2 separate regions of the Sus scrofa genome follow, and region 2 is linked to region 1. Evidence: chromatin contacts called from public Hi-C data. All regions are on one chromosome and are shown on one strand. The core of a region is the stretch at or near the end of the contact, and the rest is flanking DNA. Distances in the headings are between cores, read along the strand shown. Region 1 overlaps EFR3B (protein EFR3 homolog B). Region 2 holds the start of DNAJC27 (dnaJ homolog subfamily C member 27).

Region 1 (3,959 bases), core at 988-3,487:
TCCGGGAACTTACATATGCCATGGGCGTGGACATAAAGAAAAAAAAAGCCCATGTCTGTGACTGCATTTTGTTAAAGTGGCTGCAGGAATGATTATCAGATTTGGAGGTTCTGTTACAGGTGGTTTGATTTAATGGCAGATGCATTATTCACCTTGCAGAGGCAGGTGTGTCTCAAGGAGCTAGTCACTGTCCTTCTGAGCTGTGAAACTGAGGTACCAGGAGAGGTCATGTGACTGCCAGTGGCTGGGGGGAAGCGTTAGACATACCCCACCGAAGAAAACAAACAGTGAATTTAGATGTCAGCCTCCAATGAACCACCACAGTTGGTGCTTGAAATTGCAGGTTGATTTTTAATGGAGCTGCTTTCACACAGGCAACTCTAAATGGTCTACTCTTAGGTCAGCAGCAATAACCTTTATTATTTACCAAAAAAGTGAATGCTAGATTATTGTTGTGGCTCAACTGATTAAGGGCCCGATGTTGTCTCCCAGAGGATTTGGGTTCAATCCCTGGCTTCGCTCAGCAGGCTAAGGATCTGGGTGTTGGATCTTCGTAGGTGGAAGATGAGGCTCAGATCCAGGGTTGCCGTGGCTGTGACATAGATGTCAGCTGCAGCTCTGATTCAGCCCCAAGCTTGGGAACTTCCATGTGCCACAAGTATGGCTAAAAAGAAAAACGAACAAAAGCTAATGCCACCAAAAAATTAAAAATTAAAAAAATGGAGTTCCCGGAGTTCCACTTGTGGCTCAGTGGTTAATGAACCTGACTAGTATCCATGAGGACGCAGGTTTGATCCCTGGCCTTGCTCAGTGGGTTAAAGATCCAGCGTTGCCGTGAGCTGTGGTGTAGATTGCAGACACGGCTCAGATCCCCAGTTGCTGTGGCTGTGGTATGGGCCAGCCGCTACAGCTCCAATTCAACTCCTAGCCTGCGACCCTCCATATGCCGCCCGAAAAACACAAAAGACAAAAACAAACAAACACACAAAACCAAAAGGAGTTCCCTGGTGGCTCAGCAGGTTGAAGATCCAGTGCTGTCACTTCTGTGGCATGGGATCCACCCCTGGCCTGGGAACATATGTACGCCTCGCGTGCAGCCAAAACAAGCAAACAAACAGCTAATGCCACACGAGAGAGTGCCAGCCTGTCATCAGTGCGCGTGTACTAGCCCTGAAAGAAACCCCCTAGAATACCAACAGTAGTTATTTCTGGGTGATGGGCTCCCAGATGATTTTTATGCTTTCTTTTAAAAACTATTTGGTATTTTTCACATGTTGTGTTGTGAGCATTTGTTTTAATGGCAGCACATAAATATAATCCAAAGTGGTTTTCATTATCAAAGGCCTGTGGCTGGTTATCATACATCTTCTAATTATGTTTTAGATATGATGAGGCAAGAATACATGCAAAAACCAATCAATGAGGATATAGAGGGTAGAAATCAGGAGTTCCTGTTGTGGCTCAGTGGAAACGAATCTGACTAGCATCCATGAGGACGCAGGTTTGATCCGTGGCCTCGCTCAGGGGGTTAAGGATCCAGCGTTGACATGAACTGGGGTGTAGGCCAGTGGCTACAGCTCTGATTCCACCCCTAGCCTGGGAACCACCATATGATGCCAAAAAAACAAAAAAACAAAAAAAAACCCAGGGGAAAAAAAGTTAGAAATCAGATAGTGGTGGTGAGGGGATTGATTGGAAATAGGAACTCCCCCCCACCGCCCCGGCCTCAAGGTGTGTGGAGTTTTGGGGCCAGGGGTCAGATCCAAGCTGCAGTTGTGACCTCTACTGCTGTGGCAACACAGGATCCTTAAACACACTGTGCTGGGCTGGGGAACTGAACCTGCATCCCAGCGCTGCTGAGATGCCTCCGATCCCATTGCACCACAGTGGGAACTCTGAAAGGGGAACTCTTTGAGGGCATCCCAAATGTTCTGTCTCTTGTTTGGGTAGTGGTTACACAAGTGTATAAACAGTTGCTGAAACTCAAGGCACTGAACTGGTAAGATCCGAGGATCTGCGGCATGTTAATTATATTGCAATAAGACAGCAGGAAGCCCAGGAAAAGAAGAAAACATGCATGCAAACAATCTCAGGTCTGTTTTGCATCGCTGGCAGTCCATGCGCCAGAAGACAGCCAGGGATTTGTGCCAGCCGGCACCGGGCTCTTACCCACCCGAAGCCCAGCGTGGTCCCCAGCATCCCAGTGAACGCGCTCATTGAGAGCTGCTGGCCGGGTGCGCGCTGGTAGAAAACTTCTGTGTGGAGCAGAGGGCGGAAGAAGCTGACCCAGGAAGTCCAGCCCGGCACTGCCAGCTGGGAGGCTGATGGTGCCAGCAGGGCTGTGGGCAGAAGGCCCATTAAGAGGGCCATCTGGTGTAAGGCCTTTTGAGCACTGCCCTTGGCATTGCTGACTCTTGCTGGACCGTAAATGTCAGAACACAGCCCGGCTTGACCAGGCCCACAGCCCCGTCTCAGCATCCACACAGGCATGGCCGATGGCTAAACAGGGTTGGGTGTTTGTGCAGGATTGATTTTTCCACTTCCTCCTTGGGGCTTCTGTGACTTCGCAGGGATGTCGTTTTCCTAAGAATGCACGGCCTTTAATGGCCTAAGTATTCACCTGTTTCTTAATAATGTGCTGGCTCGGGACATCTCTGCACAAAGACCTATGAGTCCCTGGCTAAAAATGCATTTATTTGTCTAACAGCACAAGGAAGTGAATAAATCTCAGCGTCTCCTTGGCAGCCTCATTGTGAAGACCCTAGCTAGCATCCCATAGGCCTGGGTTGGAATCCCACTACCCCAGGTAGCAGTTGTGTGACTATGGATAGGTTTCTGAACTGTGCTAAGCCTCATTTTCCTCATCTGGGAGATGGGGACATAGACCCCGCCTCAGTGTTGTTGGGAGGGTTAAATAAAATAATGCATTCCACCTGAGGCCTAGTGGGAGCTTAATGTTAGCTGATGCTGATGTTTGTTTTGGTTTGGAGTTTTTTGGGCGGGACCTGAGGCATGTGGAAATTCCCAGCCCAGGGATTGAACCCGCGCTGTCCTTGCGAGCTGCGCCACAGCTGTGGCAATGCCGGATCCTTAACCTGCTTCATCGCAGGGGAACTTGCAAGCCGTTGGTGAGGTTAATAGGAGTGGTCATGACACATGTTTTACTATCAACTGACCCTATTCAATGACAGCATAGAGGCAGCCTCCCCTCCAGAGGCCGAGGCTCTGCTTTGGAGGAAGCGATGTCCACTCACCATTTCAAGCTCTTTAAGGAGTCATCCCTGGCCAGCTGGGTTTCTGCTTTCAGAGACCCCCTCTGCTTAGCTGCTTTCTCAGACTATCCTCCTTTTGCTTCTTGCAATGTGGGCAGAACCTGCTGGAGGGACTTTCTTCCTCATGCAGGTAGGTGTGCAGTACTCCCACACGCACTAGAACTGCCCTATTACAACTGGGTCTTGGCCCTGCTTGGCCCGGCTGCTTACTTGGCATTTTTAGTGCGGCTCCACCTAGCCCTTGTTTTGCTTTTTTTTTTTCTTCTTCAGAATTCTGGTGCTTGCTCCTAATTCTGTTTTGCATTTCAAAAGGGGTTGCTTCTGAAACTTCCCTGTGGCACCACAGTCACCCAGGTCCTGGCTTTATCTTTCAGCAGCTCTGGGCACAGTGCCCGTTCTGTGTTCCGGCACCACCGCTCCTGCTGTGACAGACTCTCTGATTATATATTTGGACTTTTGAATGATTGATGTTGGAATCTCAGCCTTTCAGAGTGTGTGTCTCAGATCTGTTGGTTCATCTGTATATTTAAAGCACTCACACTTGCTTTCGATCATTTTGGCTCCGTAACAATGAAGCTTCCTCTGGTTTCTATATTTGATGCTGTGTGTTCATTTGGAAAGCTAGAGGTGAGTAACCCTGCTTTTTATAGTCTGCCTGATGACCACCAAAGGAGACTGGACATATTT
Region 2 (3,959 bases), core at 660-3,159, 75 kb before region 1:
GCTCACGGCAATTCCGGATCCTTAACCCACTGAGCAAGGACAGGGATGGAACCTGCAACCTCATGGTTCCTAGTCGGATTCCTTAACCACTGCGCCACGACGGGAACTCCCCTACCCATTTCTTAAGTTTAAACCTAGGCACTTTATTTTGGTTGTTATTGTAAATTGAAATCGTTTTTCAATTATATTTTCCAAACAATTATAATTTGATATAATAAAGCTATAAATTTTTGTACATTAATTTTGTCTTTTCTTATTATTTCTAATAGCTTTTCAGTTAATTCTCTCTGGGTTTCCATATAAACAATCTTATTATTAACAAATAATGATAATTTTGCTTTCTCCTTTCCAGTATTTTGTATGTTCTTTCTTTCCCCTAACTGCATTGGCTAATAAATCTAGAATATTACATAAATGTGATAACATTTTAAGCTATTTCTAACATTTTAAGCTATTTCTAATGTTGCACCACTAAGTACAGTAAAATTTAAAAAGTGAGCATGCTCACTTAGCCAGTTTAGTACATAACCTTCTAGAGGCTTTATTCTTTTTCTTTTCAAAGCCTGGCACAAAGCTGGCATTCAACAAATGTTGACTTTCAATTATGTTAATACATACATACATATAGATTCATGAATAGTACAAGAGAATACTAAATAGAAAGCAAAGACATGAATAAACATTTACTGAGCACCAACTATGTGCAAGGCACTGGCATAAATACTCCCATCAACAGCTCTTTTGGCATGCAGATCCTACTAGGAGTTGATTTTGACAGCACATGATGGAAAGAGCACTGCAATGGGAGTGTGAAGATCCAGGTTCTAACCCTGTCTCGGTCACTGATATGATGACCTTGGCAGGTTCTTAACCAAAAGCTTCCACTTACCCTGAAGGGGAGACAATTTAAGTCAAGTTGGAATTCACGCGAGGAAAGACCTTCCTTCATCTCTCTCCCTCCCTCCCCCCATGCTATGGGAGAGCTTAGAGCTGACCCAGTAGAAGCAGAACAGAAGGCAGGGAACTAAGACTTCTTTGAGATAATGGATGTAGTGACACTACCAGAAATAAAAACAAAACTAACAAAACAAAATAACACAAGTTCCTTGACATCCGTCGCACCTCCTCTGTGAAACACTTTAGCATCAGTCATGCTCTCTTGGCGATGAAATGTAGATTCTGGGCTCCATGTCTGCAGAGTAACATTTGACAAATCCTCATCCTCACACACGCCCAGTAAAGTCCCTTCGGCTCCCAAACCCCTCTGGGGGTCCCTGAACTTTTATTCTCCACCTCTAAGTCCTGGACGGGTCACCTGGAACGCCGATATGGTATCTAGGCAGGAGATCTGACATAAGGACCTAGGCCTCCTTAACTCTTTGGGATACAGTCAAGGGTTAGAAGCACACGAGGCACCTTCTTAGGTGTTGGAGAGGGGCAACCCAAAGGTCAAAAAGGTCAGGAGACTTTTCTGAGCGGAGCCGCATCTCTCAGGAGACCAGGCCTGCTCAGGGGCGGGGAGGAGGCTGAGCCCCGGGCTGTTGAGTGGCCGCCCTCCCAGCCAATCGGCACATCGCCCCGCCGCGCTGAGGTCCCGCCCCTCCCAGCGCGGTACTCACTTTCCCCACTTCGGCGTTGCCCATGGAGATGACTTTGATGCGTAGGGACTTGCCAGGCTCCTTCCGCTTCGGCACGTTGGCCTCCATTGCCCTCGCTCTCTCGGGGCCACCCGCCTCAGTCTCTCCTTGTTCACCGCGCTGGCCCGTCCCTCAGGCTTCCTAGTCCAATGGCGGAGCCGCTGCTCTCGTCACCGCCTCAACTCCGCTGCTCGCCATACCCGCCGCTGCCAGGCAGCGGGCGCGGGCAGTAGGGAGCGTCCGAACCTGCGGTGGGAGGGAGAAGAAAGTCTCGCGATGCTAGAAAAGGGCGGCGTGACGTCATCTCTAGGCCCTGGAGAGTCGGTTTTAGTTTTCCTGAGGTCAAGCGATCGAGCCTAGGTCGCGACCCTCGGCAGGAAGGTGGTGTGGCGGGGTGGCCGAGTTTACCTTTCATCGTGGGCGCGGCCTTGTGTTCAGGGGCTTCAGGACATAGGCATTTGTTAGGTTAGCAGCCAGGTGGTAGAAATTTATTGGCTGTTCAGGGCAGTTCCCAGGGCTGGAAGTAGCTGGAATTACGGGTTAGTTCAGGGCCCGGCCACGCTACACTGTCCGTTTGGGGTTTGTTTTTTTTCTTTTCTTTCTTTCTTTTTTTTTTTTTTTTTTTTTTTTGGTGGATTCTTCAGTGCCCAAGGGCCCATCCATTAACCCCTCTTCCAATATTATGCTTCCCTTCGGAGTCCCTGAGGGACAGAGTCAGAAGCCAGGGAAGTGGGGAAGTCGGGGCCCTGGTACTGGAGGAGGGCCATTAGGCAAGATCTGTATTAAGAAAGACTCGACGTGTTTATTCTTTAAAATAAATTATGAAATACGTTGGACAAACGTAAAGCTACAAAGAGTAATGTAAGTATCTGTGTATCCACCACTTACCTTAAGAAATAAAACGTCACGATACTGTGTGCACTCTTCCCCGAATGGACATCCCTCTTCCCACACTGCAAAATGTTGCAGCTATTTGAATTGGAGCTTTTAATTTCCAGGCTTTTGTTTTACTACGTATGTATATATACCTCGAAATATAGAATTATATTTAATCTTTTAGAAATCTTTGTTTTGAAATAATTTCGAGAATAGTAGGGGGGAAAAACCTTGTATACCTTTTATCCAGATTCATTGTCCACATTTTGCCTCATTTACTATATTGGCCATGATCACTGTGTATACATAAATATACACACTTTTTTCCTTGAATCATTTGAGAGTAATTTGCAAAAATCTTTATCCATAGATAATTTGATGTGTATTTCCTAGGAATAAGGACTTTCCCTTACATAGCAACAGTAAGCAAAACGTAACATTGTTATCTAACCCTGTGGCTCTCAAACTGTGCACTGAGTGCCCCCACAGCCCCACAGTGAATTTATAGGAGCTATCTGTGCGATATTTTGTATTCTAATATCTCAAGGAAAAACTATGCAAAACTACTCACTCGAGGTTATGTACAATTTTAACAATAGATGGCGCCATATTCCTTGGATATGCCGTATTTGGGACGCTGCGATTTTCCGTGTTTCTGATAAAGAGAAAAGTGCAGAAATAAACGTACAACGGGAGTTCTCTGGTGGCTCTGGGGGTTAAGGATATTACATTGTCACTTCTGGTTCTGGTTACTGCTGTGGCTCGGGTTTGATCCCAGGCCTGGGACCTTCTGAATGTTGTGGATGCGACCCCCCCCTCACCCGCACAAAAGTATAAAAATAAAAGGATTGTCTTGTTTAAAAAAAAAAAAAATCAGTGTGGAATAGGAAATAAAAGTGGTCTTGTCCAATGTGATTCCAAAGTTTCAGAAGTTGTGCAATGCATAACAGCAGCATAAATCCCATTGGTAGGTAACTGTGGATGATTCCACCCTTAGCCTGGGAACTTGCATAAGCTGTGGGTGCAGCCTTAAAAAAAAAAAAAAAAAAAAAAGGACACACACATACGCAAATATATATATATATATATATTCCATTTATTAATGATAGAAACTTTAGTTGGTAAAGTTGTCGAGTAGTGTTCACTAGGAAAATTCACAGTAAAGTGACTTTTTCCCTTTGTAATAAGTAATTTGTAAGGGGATATTTTGAGATTCTGTAACTATCGCCCACAAATTTTTAAGAACCCAGTGATGACTCATGGCTAAAGAGGTATTACTGTGATGAGTGCAAAATGATAATTCTCTTACTCCGTCTTTTCTCCCACATTTATTGCTTGGTGATCTACCATAAGGGAGAGCTTTCTTTTCTCATTCATTAATTTATCAATTTATATCAGGGTGGACTCATTTGTTCTTATTTTACTCCATGAATATTCCACTATTTC

What was found. Hi-C and Micro-C count contacts between places; a contact is called where the count stands out from the background.
Region 2: a Hi-C map of skeletal muscle shows a contact between it and region 1, with 5 times the contacts expected there. A contact is called at or near these places in 2 of 47 Hi-C or Micro-C datasets (fetal heart ventricle and skeletal muscle) and 1 of 2 datasets of targeted methods (skeletal muscle).

What each region holds. Positions count from the first base shown.
Region 1 is chr3:113,739,704-113,743,662 of Sscrofa11.1, reverse strand. The region is part of intron 1 of EFR3B (protein EFR3 homolog B); the gene reads left to right. Among named protein-coding and RNA genes, the nearest start is that of EFR3B, 17 kb to the left of the region's middle.
Region 2 is chr3:113,814,668-113,818,626 of Sscrofa11.1, reverse strand. It overlaps DNAJC27 (dnaJ homolog subfamily C member 27), which reads right to left and starts at 1,909. Exons shown (of 7, transcript XM_021087775.1): 1 at 1,620-1,909. The coding sequence starts at 1,706.